Linked DNA regions of Zea mays: region 2 is linked to region 1. The links are chromatin contacts, called in public Hi-C maps. All regions are on one chromosome and are shown on one strand. Each heading gives the region's core, a stretch centred on a gene start, on an enhancer-like site or on the middle of the called end of the contact. The rest is flanking DNA. Distances are from core to core; before and after follow the strand shown.

The links. Hi-C and Micro-C count contacts between places; a contact is called where the count stands out from the background.
Region 2: a Hi-C map of leaf shows a contact between it and region 1, with 6 times the contacts expected there. The contact joins the promoter of LOC103627578 here to the promoter of LOC103627575 in region 1. A contact is called at or near these places in 4 of 25 Hi-C or Micro-C datasets (bundle sheath, ear, leaf and 1 more).

The regions. Positions count from the first base shown.
Region 1 is chr5:206,233,246-206,240,043 of Zm-B73-REFERENCE-NAM-5.0, reverse strand. LOC103627575 (probable protein phosphatase 2C 26) reads right to left here and starts at 2,834. Exons shown (of 5, transcript NM_001357211.1): 1 at 1,346-2,834; 2 at 1,081-1,167; 3 at 880-993; 4 at 530-794. The coding sequence starts at 2,641. LOC118472098 (a long non-coding RNA gene) reads right to left here. Exons shown (of 3, transcript XR_004849678.1): 2 at 6,750-6,798; 3 at 5,738-6,301.
Region 2 is chr5:206,803,557-206,811,046 of Zm-B73-REFERENCE-NAM-5.0, reverse strand. LOC103627578 (DUF740 family protein) reads right to left here and starts at 2,576. Exons shown (of 1, transcript XM_008647879.4): 1 at 1-2,576.

The DNA.
Region 1 (6,798 bases), core at 1,585-4,084:
CCTTTGTATCCACCAAAACTACATATGAACACTATCCATGTTGATCAAAGACTAAATCTAGACAAATATCCCCTATCAAATGATAAAAAAATAAAAGGAATAATATAAAAGAATAAAAGGTATCAAATTGTCAGATAGGGCATTCAAGCAGAATTTTAGTAGTGTAAAATGTGCCATCAAGTGCGGGTATTAAACTTTGGCCAAAATATTCTCACAAATTAGGAACTGACAGTCTCACATGCCCAGTGTTGGCAGCTGACTTACCCCTGCCGTGTACCGTGTTGGGTTACTGCTGGTTTTTATGCATATAAATAGATTTTTTGTTTATTTCAGAAAGTAGCATAGTGAGCCACCCAACGCCCCAACATGAACATGTACAAGCACATAAATGTTTGCACATTACACACAAGTATGTTAACCTTAGTGCCAAGGGTATAATGAAACGGTCAACAACTCAACATCGAAAACAATCAAGAAATGGGCACATTTGCATTTAGCATGGAAGAAGAAGACCACACAATAAGCTTACCAGCTTTCTTTGCAGCACGGGAGAGTAGCTCCTCAATTAAACTCTGTGCAGGATCACCCTCAGGAAACCGCTCCATAAAATTCTCAACATGCAGCACTACCTCCTCATTGCTTAGGTACTGATATAAGCCATCAGACGAAAGAACAAGAAACTGATCCCTGATGGAGAGCTTATGATGGCAAAGAGTAGGTGTGCATGATATATATGGGGTATCACCTATATACTCATTGCGAAACATCTCTAGCAACCCATCATTGAACCTTGCCTGTAAATCAGACAGACTTCTCATTAAAATTTACTTGTTTCCCCTACATGGACCTTTCATAACAATCAACCTACAGTCTCTTTACCTGTTTGAGATACCCAGCACCAAATGCACGGGTAACTGTTAGACGACCTTTCACTCTATCATTAACAACACACTGATCATCATCTGGATGTTCGCGTCTGATCCTCTGCACTTCCTGCACATCAACACAAAAGAACATGAGTTCATATGCAGAAAGAATTCATAGATTAAAACACTTATGATGCTTCACATCCACTCATACTATCCCACGATATATAAATTCATAACTCCAAAAGAAAAATGGTCTGCCGATTGTAAAACCATGCTGTTGAACAGGCCAGTCCACATACTGCACATGTATTCACAGAAGCTACCAGAGGGCATGTTCAACCAGGATAACAAAAAATGTGTTTGAATATTTTTTTTATATGATGCAAGCTCATCTTTTCAGTAAACTCAGTAGATGCACAAATGCATTAGCAATTTAGCACTATGCATCAATTCAGCTATGTCTGCAAAAAGGTTACCTCTTCAACGCTCGTGCTATGATCAGTCGACAGCTGCAATGCCTCGAGCCCAATTGCCGAATACCCAGGGATCCTTGTCTCGATCTCCAAGCCCACACCAATGTCCTCCACCGGAATGCTCCCAATCAAGCAATCTTCGTCGTCCCGTCGCTGCGCCACAATGGCACGGCTATCCCCAAGGTTCATTACATACACGTCGTCATCCCTCAACAGGACCACGAGCAGGCAAGCTCCGGTCACTGCCAGCTCTGGGTGGGATCCCATTGACTGACTGGTCATGTCCAGGTACGCCGACTCCGTCGTAGCTAGCGCCCGGGCCAGTGCGCTCAGTACCGCCCTGTGATCCCTCACCGCCGGTGCGGCCGTCAACCTCTTAACTCCCCACTCCCTGCCGCTTTGACCATCGCCAGCGGCGGCCGCATGGGCCCACAAGGGATGCCTCTGCTCCTTGAGCCTGGCAAGCGATAGCGCGAACCGGCCGGAGCCCGAGAAGTCGAGTTCGCTATCCTCGTCCTCGCCATCCGCCAGGAACTGCCACAGTCGCTTGGATTCCGGATCGGCCTCTTTGTAGAAGATCCCACGGAGCTCGCGCAGCAGGAAGCGGTAGAGATTAGCGACCAGGAAGTCCGGGGCCTCGGGGCCGTTGAAGCCGTCATAGATGCCGACGAAAAGCCAGCGCTGATCCTCGGAGACAACCACGTGGACCCTGTCCTCCCCGGCGCGGCCGTGCGCCCACTGAACGCCGTCCTCCCGGCGGAGCGGCACGACGCATGGTCGGTTCTTCTCCGAGATGCTCCGCCGCAGGCTGCCGAACGAGGGTTTCCTGAACCTCCTCGAGAACCCTCGCGACGACGAGGGGCGAGCGGGCTTGGTGGGCTTCGCGGGGAGCGGGCCCGAGAAGGGCACGGCCTGGTCGAGCGGGCCGGAGAGCTGGGCGCCGCGGTCGATGGGCCCGGAGAGGAAGAGCGGCCCCGAGGAGAGGTTGGATAGCTGCAGCGGCGCGGAGGAGAACGACGAGGAAGTGTGGAACGCGGAGTGGTACTGCGGCGGCATGCCGCCGGCGACGGAGGATTGGTAGATCGGCACGGGCACTGAGGAGTTGGCGGAGAGCGCGGCGCCGGAGATGGCGTGGCGGAAGGATGACGAATGGCCCGCGGCGGCGGCGGCGGCGGAGCTGGCGGCGTAGCAGAAGGAGTGGCCGAGCGCGTCGTCCAGGCACGGCCCGTCGTCCGCTGGCGCCGGCGGCGGCCGCGAGCACGCGCACGCGGTGAGCAGCCGCGACGCGCCGCTGCCCATGGCATCCGACACTCCGTCTCCGGCGGTGGAAAGCAGCCAAGCAGACGATGTGGAGCACTCGCCAAGCTACTCCGAGACCGAGTACCTTTTTATTACTAGTATACGCCGCAGTGCCGCACTGCCGAGGAGGGGAGGAGCCGAAGAGTGCGCCGTGCGCGAGTGCGCCGTGAGCGATGACTTGCAGTTGGCAGTTGCAGTGGCCACGGGGTCCGTTTGACAAAATCAGTCTTCCTCAATGTTTCCCATGCAAAAAAATTCAAGACACGAGCCGAGCCCCGGGAGACCGGAAGAGCGCCGTGCCAGCTGCCAGGTGGAGCTTGTATGGTTGTGGACTTGTGGTTGTGGCCTTGTGTGTGGTCGTTTTGTCCGCAGCGGCGCAACCGCACCCGCCTTCCTCACGCTGCACGGCTGTAGAGAGCAGAAAGGGGAAGCAGTGACGTGGCGGCGCGGTGTTGACGTGGAGGGTGCGGACTGCGGAGGGGAGAGTAGTCATTAAGTCAACGCTTGTCCTTCCAGTCTGCCACCCGTACTCGGTTTAATTACGGCAGATGGGACTCCACCCAGGGGCATATGAGTAAATTCGCGCGGTGGCGCGGCAAATTGGATGGCTTTGGCGGGCCAGCTAGAGCCTAGGGACCTCGAACTGGATGACCGGCGCCCTAGTGGGCTCCTCGTCGGTCTCAAAGAAAAATGTCAGGCACGGTTTACAAAGTGTGCCTGCGTTTGACAAGGATACGGTTTAGGCGTCGTTCGTTTCGGCTGGAACGGCCTATTCCCGGCCTCTTTCCGGGCGGGATGAATCAACCCGGCTTAGAATCCGGCCCAGTCTACTAGAGCCGTTCGTTTTAATCTGGACCAGAAACAGACCCACCTGATTTGAATTCCTTTCGCTCAATTCTTAGTCTGGAACGAGTCCTGGTGAGCTACCTCCTGGATTGGTTCCTGGACTAGTGACCAGGAATTAGTGATAACACATGTATCACTTGATCCTGGGCTGCTTTCGATCCTGGCCTGGTTTGGACGCTGGCCTGCCGAACGGGGCCTTAGGCTTTTTCAGCTTTATTTTCTAACTCCTATCTCATCATAGAATTTATATTGTGTACTCTATATTCTTCGTCTCCAACAACACGTCCTCTAAATCAAGTTCTTTATATATAAATACCTATATTAAAAAAATTTTATTTTTTATATATATTTGTCATACTCTTAAATGTATTGTACATATTTTAGTTTTGCTAAACTGTTTGTTTAAAGTATTCCTAGAAATTGGGAGTCATCAAGATATTTTATAGTGGTTTAATAAAAAATAATTTAAGAACGAAATGAGTAGGTTCTACGCTACCAGATTTCAGCCTTCAATATCTCTGCTTAAATAAATACCTCTCTACTACATTTAAGCGTGAGTTTCTTCGTGCGTTAGCGGTCGAATAAATTTATCCTCCCACATAGAATATCCAAAAAATAGGATATAGCGGATTTGAACCCTACTCACTTGATATAAAGAGTTTGGCTTCTATAAAATAGATATTGTAAATATATATGCTAATAATTTAAAACTAAAAAATAGAATCGTGTTTTAATAAAAAACTTATTTAAGTAAGATTTACATACATGATATAAAACCATAGTAATATGCGAGCAACTAACTAATTTGAACAACGTATTTCACTCTTCCAAACCCAGCTGTCAGCGCAACGGCACCAACAACAAACAAAGGACAAAAACATGGGCAAACGGAGGAACAGAAGACTTCCACAGGATGTTTCACGTGAGTGTAGTAGGGGGGAGGGGGCGAAAGACAGCGAGAGGGGGTCAGGCCGTCAGGGAGCATTGGATTCTGATCTCTGAGGGCACCTGGCAAGTCAAAATTCAGTGTGCCGAACTGCGTTCCCATTGTTTTTTGGCCTCTACTTGTCCCCCGTCCCGCTGTGAAATCTCAGCAAGCAACAGACAAGTGTATGAGATCGAAAAGTTGGTTGAAAAAAATCAGAGACTCCACATGTGCCAAGACAAACAAAAGAAGTACTGTAATGTTTTAACGACACAGCAGGCTGGGACGGAAGCGGAACTGAAAAAAAAAAGTTAGGAGTGGCTAAATTAAAGTGTTACAACGATATGATATCAATAATCATTCGTAGTAGACATATATAATAGTTTGCACATTTTTAAATTTAGGAGGAGCTTCGATGAGGCTCTAAGAGTTTAGTATTAGTAGCGGTAGAGGGGTCTAGAGCCCCACCCGCCCTACCGTTAGATCCGTTACTGACATTAGGTTAACATTAGAGAACTGAAGAACTCGAGTTAAAAGAATTATCAGTAAGCAAAAGAGACTCTAGTTGAGTTGGTTTGATGGTCTGAGCAACACTCGAGTTTCAGACTATGATTAAAAAATCCTCTCACCTGTCCAACACCAAAGCGAAGAGGTATGATGACGTTGTGTCACTAAAAAATAAAAGACAGGTGGTGTTAGGCTATCTCCATCAAATCTCATATTCAATCCCCAATGGCATTCACTATTTTAAACTTTACTATGCAAACAGTGTCATATACAGTTCCGCGTCCCCCTATTTTACGCGAACCACTGGAGACAGTCTTAGGGTACCCGCTTAGGGTTTTGGAGTTAGCCCCTTAATCACAGTTATATCCCTGTGTAATGGGCCAGACCCAACAATCTAAGTCTATTAATACAACTCTCAACCCTAAGTTAAGGTTTTTCATTCTATCTTAGTATCAGAGCCAGTTTCTCTCTCTCTTCCCCACCCTCTCACACCCAAAGTCGCCGGTTCCTTGGGCCCCTACCCAGCCGGTGGCCTCCTCAGTGTGTCGGGCCCCCATCGTCGGCCATCCCTAGACCAGGCCGCTGACCCCTTCCCTCTGCCCCCTGGTCGCGCCCCTTCACCACTAGGACTCAGCTTGCGCCCTCCGCCAGACCCACCCCCTGGCCACGCCCCTTCACAGCGCTCTCAGAATTTTTTCTTAGAGCCAACTATGTTTAAGAGATATCAATTGCTGAGTTCGATCTAGCTATTCTCATTGTTCATTCAGTCCAGTGCTCTGGTTTGAGCAAGGAGCTGCGGGGTGCATAGAGAATGAATTAGATATAGTTTTGTCTTCTATTACTATAAAGCACCAGTTTTTTTTGTTGTCGTACGTCACGTGCAGAACACGTAGTTCTTTTTTTCTCGAGAAAGGGATTATAAAACTAAAAAAATGTCTTGCCACAACCTGTATCAATACTTCCAATCAGATTTTGTCTTGCCACAACCTAGTCCCCGAATGCTCAGAACAAGCGATGAATGGATCAAATCACCCACTCCTCACGATCGAAGCAAAGCTCGCGCCAACCAATCAACGTTCAACAGTGAGCTAGTGATCTAAGCAATCTCTTGATTGCTCCCATGACAAGGAATAGACTTTCATGTGCTTCAAAATATGGGCACAATTCAGACAACTAGAAAGCGTTAGGGTTAGAAGGATGCAGATTTATATGTAAGTGTTATGTTGGAAAAGGTCTTGCAAGAAGTAATTTTGTATAAGAAAGTTTAGGTGTCAAACGGGAACCTGCTTTGGTTTGTCCGCTTCCCACCGAAAACGTCCAACTCAATTGGGACCATCCATCCATGAGAAAGGAATCTTGGACTTCTGTTAGTCGCCATGTCCCTGGATTAAGATAACCATATATTAATATAGAATAGAGCAACATGGGAGTAGAGGCTAAAAGTTCTGCAATGGCAATATATTTTCTCAAGTCCAATGCAAGCAGATAGAGGACCTAGCCCAGGCCCCAGGGCTATGGGCCTATGGCTGGACTGGAGCAAGATGAACTAAAAAAATTACAGATGTGTACTGTGAGAAGTCAGATATATTTAACTTTAATTAAATATACAAATAAATATGTTATTTATAACACATAATTAGTATTATTAAATAGATTGTTGAATTTATTTTATAATAACTTTATTTAGAGATAGAAGTATTATTAAAAAATTATAGATTAATTTGAAAAAAAAAATCTATAGTGATACCTAAATAGGTACGGAGGGACAAGAGACATGTGCCCTCTACAGAACTAGGACATTGATAATGAAATAAAGAAAGTCCAGTGCACCTTTTGCAGCACAGAACATTGACCTTTGGCTTTAAGACTAGAGATCAAA
Region 2 (7,490 bases), core at 1,327-3,826, 570 kb before region 1:
ATATTCCTCATCAAGATGCCCTTCTTTGATGACGTTGAAAGTTCGGTCAGTAGCTACTGAACTTGTTAAAAAAAGGGAAGGTAAAAAAAACAGCAACGTTCCTGCTGTGTTTTTCCTCAAAATGTATTGCTACCCAAAAGAAAAACACACACATATACAAGATTCTCTTCGTTCATTCCTGGTTCGTAGCTCAAAAAGGAGGCACAAAACGACGGGCACATCAGCACACAGTATCACTCGCAGGCGCGCGCAACCACCAAGCACAGACAAAAATCACACAGCGCTGCCGGCTGCGCGGACATGCATGGTGGCTTGCGGCGCAGCCGAGACGCACGCGTCTAAAAATAGCTGGTGCGCGGCGGCACGGGCCACGGGCACCGATCCCGTCCACCACCGCACCGCACCGCACCGCACCACGTACGTCCCGGTAGGTGCCGCCGGCGCCGCGCGGCACATGGGCAACGGCCGGCCACTCGGCCCTGTGTTTTCAATCGCGAGACGGCGCAACCGCAACGCGCAGGAGCTGGCGGTCGGCGTCAAGCAGCATGCTGTATCCCGCCGACGACGGCGAACGGGACCAATTAGTGCAGTCTAATCCCGGCTCCCCTCGACGGCCAGTACTTCAGTGGGGGTCTTAGTCTCGCTGTCACGTTGCTCCGCGTTAATTAGGCTCGTGGAAGAACTAGGTAGGTCAATGATTAGGTGGGGAACTTGAGAGAGCGGTCCGGTCGCTTTCAACCACAAAATCGCTTTTGATATACTACACGTACGCCATTTATAACGGGTGCTAGATCATGTAGCTGAGCATCTGGTGCAAACTCTGGCTGAGCTAGACTAAGATTTATTGAGAGCTTAGGTAATTTTTATGGCTTCTTATGATGTTCTAGTGTGCTGCCTTGTTATTCTCTGTCTTTAATTCTTGAAATCATTATAATTAAAATCATCACAATGCTTTAAACATTTGTTGTGGATATTGTTGACACCACCAACATGCTCCACCAATGATTTGTATGCATGTTTCTAATTACTAAATCTAGTTTAAGCGAGTACCCTATAGCCAAATTGATTTGTCCAACCTGGTTACTTAAATAGAAAACAATAGAAACAATATGCTCCATCCTAAGACTTGCTATATTCTATCTAATTAAATTTAATCTGCCATGATTGTGAAAAAAATCGTGTCACATCTTCAATTTTTCTGTATGAAATTTTATAATACAACATCTGTTCCAAAATGTTTGTCGCTCTGACATTCGTGTCGGTCAGAGTTTCTCAAGTTTGACTAGATTATAGAGCATATTAGCAACATTTGTATCTCCAAATAATTTCACTAAATAATAAATTTAAATATCTACCTAATGATACCAATTATGTACTATAAACATTCACGCTTTCTTTTATCTATTTGGTCGGAGTTTAGAATGGTTGACTCCTCGAAAAGCGAGAACGACAAGCATTTTGGGACAGAGGGAGTAGGTTGGTATGGTCCTTTTGTATATACGCCCTTCTAACTTGATATATAAATTCAGGATCATACTCATATGTTTGTTAGTGTGAAGGATAAGTTAGAAGCTTCGTTTTGATGGACCTTATAGCGGTGAACCTAGAGCAAGGATTTATCACCGATGGACTAGATGCACCGATATCGAGGCCATGTGAATTTCCTATTTTTTGACACGTTGAGGACTCAGAAATCTTTTTATTTATGTTGTCAATTTTCTTGTGAAATACACACTCTATCCCAATTTATAATCCGTTCAACTTTTTTACAGGAAGTTCGATCGTCTCATCTTATTCTAAAAAACTACAATTATTATTAACTTTACTGGGATACTTCAAGTATGGATCTACTTTTTTATTTTTCGCACAAAAAATAATAAGATGAGTCGATCAAACTTTCAAATGAATTATAAATTGAGACGGAGTGAGTAGAATTTAACCAACCTGATTCTCTTGATAAAAATTATGCTTGCTTGTGTTTTTTTTAAAACTTTAATTTTGATGGTGCGTCATATCTGCATGTTTGACTCAGTTCTCAGTGCATTTTGGGGGTTGTGAGTGTTGGTGAGGATATTTGGGTTCTAATGGCAAGCCGCAGCCCAGTTCTTCCACGCTACATGCTTAATCTAGATCCTACATATTAAGGAATTTTCAGCACAACACATTCAATGTTCATACTGCATGCTTAATCTTGCTCTCACGTACATGGCTGACATAACCTAGCGTCTCTTCTCCCCTTTAAATCCTACCTGCATAGCACATAGTTATCTCCGATATTTACAACCCATGTGCCGATTCGAAAATTTGCTTTATGTACAGCCCATCCTTACCGTACCGTAGCCATTTAGCAACCATTTACCTGACAAGTGCACTGCTCATGCTCTCACTTTCCCTGTCTGCTTATCTCTGCAAAATATATTTTTGTACGAGGCACCTGTTGTTTCAGCTAATTTGGTGGCAAACTCTTGCAATTTCGATTGTGCCTTCCCATGATGTTGTATTGTCTAATGCAATGCTCATTTCATCATGTTCTGTATCTCTCCATTCTTCTGCTTTAATGGTGTGCCTAGCATATGTGTAATATCGCCCAGTCAGAGTTCAGCTAGACTCTATTACGGTACAAATTTTTTCATCATGCGGGGGTCCCCACCTGATATATTTATATTGAATCTGAATAGAAGAGCACCAAAAGGATACAAATAGGTCCTGAAGATAGAACACAAAACGTGGCTGCCAGCTTATAGAGCCGACGGAGAGTCCCAGTTCAAACGGGCTGGCAAACGACAAATGGCAGGCCTTGCCTTGTGTTGTGGCCGGGTGGGCTGTGGGCTAGTAGCCGAGATTTGGCGAAAACTTGCTGCGAGGGATAACGAGCAGTGCGGCGGATTTGTTGGGCCCATGGACCACAAATGTACTCGCCAGATCGTATAGGTATGCCGTTTCTGATTCGAAGAACGAAGGCCTATCACACTGTGTAAGCCCAACAAACCCAGTAGTGGAGAAAACGTTTTTGTTCTAGATAATCGAGACATTAGTAACCGACTCTGACTCCACTAATCAACCTTCATCGGACAGAAAAAAAAGAACAGCGAACGACCAGATAACCCGTGACTTTTTTTTTGTTCTGTAAATTCCGATTTCCTAGCTTTCACTTTGTGTATAATTCTGTATGGAACTTATCACCATAATTTCGTAGAAAATTGCTACAGTATACTATACTCACGGTTTTTTATGTATGATTACCGGGCTGATTGGTGTTAGAAATATAGGCATTTTCTGTACCATTTTAATTCCATAAATTAACATTATGATGATAACATATAATAGATAATCAAACATAGAAAACGTGATCTCAAAAATATCCATAACAATATGGATCATGAGAACACAAAGCATATGAAGCATGTAAATCATATAAATAAAATAAGTATATAAACATGGTTCATGGATTATTGCGTAACAACTGGAAATAAACAAATAACAATATAAACAGGATGACTGTACAATTAAAACAGACAGATATAACATATCATAATACGATAGAACAGAGGTACATACGACATATATAATTTGCAGAATATAAAACAGTAACGAACTGAATTGATCATACCCTCCCATGCGTTCCGAGGATCCTGATCCTTGTCCAACTTCTCTTGTCATCCGATCGAGATGAAGACGCCAGGAACCAGCGATGAAGACAACGACAGACGTTGGGCAGTCGCGAAGACGCTCCCAAAAACCTAATTACCGATCCCCCGAGCAGGGTCTCGAACGGCAAGGGCTTCGGAGGCACCTGCCCTCTCGCCTCTCTGTGCGCGCAGAGCCACGAGATGGAAATACCCTCACTCGGCGGCTGAAATGTGATTCTGAAAGTGTTTCTCGCGTGTACCGAGTGACAGGGGTGCTCCTCTATTTAACCTCTCGCAGAGGGAAGCTGAAGGAGAAAGGTCGCCGAGTCACGCCAAGAGTCGGCCAGCTCTAGCCGAGTTATGCCATGAGTCGGCCAGCTCTCGCCGAGTCACGCCATGAGTCGGCAGCTGAAGGAGAAGGGTCACTCGGCTGGCCGACGAAGAGACAGGGTCACTCGGCAGACGAAGAGACAGGGTCACTCGGCTGACGTACGCGGTTAGTGAGTGCTAAAAATTAACACAACCACACCACGCCCGCTCGCCTGCCTGCCTGCCTGCCTCGCCTCGCCACGCCACGCCCGGCCCGGCCGGCGGCGCGCGCGCGCGCGTGTGGCACGCCCTTGTCCATTTCTTGACTTCTCAAGTTAAGTGGAATAAATCCCACCATATAAGTCAAGGCAAAAGACCCTTGGACTTCCAATGTGGCACTATTGGTATTCTCCACCATTACACACCATAGAGTTTATTCAATAAATGGGCCAAGCCCATAAAAGATCCAACAATCCCCACCAAACTCTAGGGTTTGTAATGATGAAGTATCAGAATCACAATCCTTTGATATACCAGTGTTTCGATGGAGACTGTTAAGTTGAACATTCATCTAGAATAAGAGTTTCACTCATTCACAACTGAACAATGGACTATGCCTTGAATTGACAGTTTTGTGCGAAATAAGATTCACTCAAATCCTTTGCTGATACTAGGCTGCAAAAGGGTATTCCCGCTTTTCAGAAGCATATAAGTCACACTTCAGTGTCTTTCATGAGTATTTAGGGATTACCCAAGTCCCATAGACTGTGACTAGCAGTCTGACTCATATAGGTGTATTCCTCAGAAGATGTTCTGTAGGACAACATCTCACCTTTATAAGACTCTTGGAATACATTAAGGTAAAAACCATCCTGCCTTACAGATAGGAAAGATGTGCATCAGAAATGAGTTAAAGAAGGGATCTTTCCTCACAATCTACTCCTAGCTTGTTTCTCCACTCTACTTCACGGGATCTCCGATCACATAGAGCAGGTTACCACTAGAGTAGATCTCACATGGGTCTCATACCCATTTCCCTCGATGCACTTTCTATCACATTGTGTGATAGACCCTTAGTGAATTGATCTGCCAGATTATTTGATGTGTGGACATAATCCACAGTTATAACTCCGGAGTTTTTCAACTTTCTGACAGATTTCAATCTCCTCTTAACATGCCTTGTAGACTTCATGTTATTCCTAGAACTGTTAACCTTTGTAATCACCGTTTGGTTGTCACATTTCATGGAAATAGCCGGTATCGGTTTTTCAACTACCGGTAAGTCCAATAGGAAATCACGAAGCCACTCGGCCTCAGCCCCAACAGTGTCTAATGCTGCGAGTTCTGCTTCCATTGTAGACTTTGTTAAGATAGTCTGCTTGCAAGACTTCCAGGAAACAGCGCCACCTTCAAACAGAAACACATATCCGCTTGTGGCATAAAGCTCATCAGCATCAGAAATCCAGTTGGCATCACAATAGCCTTCCAGCACTTTTGGGTTTCCGGTATAATAAATACCGTATGTCATAGTACCTTTCAAATACCGCAACACTCTCTCAAGAGCACGCCAGTGATCATCTCCTGGTTTCTGAAAGGGAATTAGGCTTACACCTAGTTCCTAAATAATTTTGGTGGTTGAATTGCCCAACACAAATAATTGGACTAACTAGTTTGCCCAGGTGTATAGATTATACAGGTGTAAAAGGTTCACACTCAGCCAATAAAAAGACCAAGTTTTGGATTCAATAAAGGAGCAAAGGGGCAACCGAGGGCACCCCTGGTTTGGCGCACCGGACTGTCCGGTGTGCCACCGGACAGTGAACAGTACCTGTCCGGTGCAACAGGGGACTCAGACTCAAACTCTTCGCCTTCGGGAATTCTCGGAAGCCGGCGCGCTATAATTCACCGGACTGTCCGGTGTGCACCGGACATGTCCGGTGCTCCAAGGAAGCTCGGCCTCCTGAACTCGCCAGCCTCGGGTTCGCGCGGCAGCCGCTCCGCTAAAATTCACCGGACTGTCCGGTGTGCACCGGACTGTCCGGTGTGCCAGCGGAGCAACGGCTCCCTGCGGCGCCAACGGCTCCCTGCGGAGCATTTAATGCGCGCTCAGCGCGCGCAGAAGTCAGAATCGCCCATGCCGGTGCACCGGACATCAAACAGTACATGTCCGGTGTGCACCGGACACCCAGGCGGGCCCACAAGTCAGAAGCTCCAACGGTCAGAATCCAACGGCAGTGATGACGTGGCAGGGGCACCGGACTGTCCGGTGTGCACCGGACTGTCCGGTGCGCCATCGAGCAGAAGCCTCCAGCCAACGGTCAAGTTTGGTGGTTGGGGCTATAAATACCCCAACCACCCCACCATTCATTGCATCCAAGTTTTCCACTTCTCAACTACTACAAGAGCTCTAGCATTCAATTCTAGACACACTAAAGAGATCAAATCCTCTCCAATTCCACACAAAGCCCTAGTGACTAGTGAGAGTGATTTGCCGTGTTCATTTGAGCTCTTGCGCTTGGATTGCTTCTTTTCTTTCTCACTTGTTCTTGAGATCACAACTCCATTGTAATCAAGGCAAGAGGCACCAATTGTGTGGTGGCCCTTGCGGGGAAGTTTTGTTCCCGGCTTTGATTAGAGAAGAGAAGCTCACTCGGTCCGAGGGACCGTTTGAGAGAGGGAAGGGTTGAAAGAGACCCGGCCTTTGTGGCCTCCTCAACGGGGAGTAGGTTTGCAAGAACCGAACCTCGGTAAAACAAATCTCCGTGTCTCACTTGCTTATTCGCTTGGGATTTGTTTTTGCGCCCTCTCTCTCGGACTCGTTTATATTTCTAACGCTAACCCGGCTTGTAGTTGTGTTTATATTTGTAAATTTCAGTTTCGCCCTATTCACCCCCCCCTCTAGGCGACTATCAATTGGTATCAGAGCCCGGTGCTTCATTAGAGCCTAACCGCTCGAAGTGATGTCGGGAGATCACGCCAAGAAGGAGATGGAGACCGGCGAAAAGCCCACTACAAGCCAAGGGAGCACTTCATCGGAAGAGTCCCGCACCAAAAGGAGGGAGAAGAAGAAGAGCTCCTCCAACAAAGGGAAGGAGAAGAAATCTTCTTCTCATCACAAAGAGAAGAAGGAAAAATCTTCTTCCCACAAGCCGCATCGGAAAGGCGACAAGCACAAGAGGATGAGGAAGGTGGTCTACTACGAGACCGACACTTCATCAACTTCTACCTCCGACTCCGATGCGCCCTCCGTCACTTCTAAGCGCCAAGAGCGCAAGAAGTATAGTAAGATCCCCCTACGCTACCCTCGCATTTCCAAACATACACCTTTACTTTCCGTCCCACTAGGCAAACCACCAACTTTTGATGGTGAAGATTACGCTAGGTGGAGCGATTTAATGCGATTTCATCTAATCTCGCTCCACAAAAGCATATGGGATGTTGTTGAGTTTGGTGCGCAGGTACCATCCGTAGGGGATGAAAACTATGATGAGGATGAGGTGGCCCAAATCGAGCACTTCAACTCTCAAGCCACAACCATACTCCTTGCCTCTC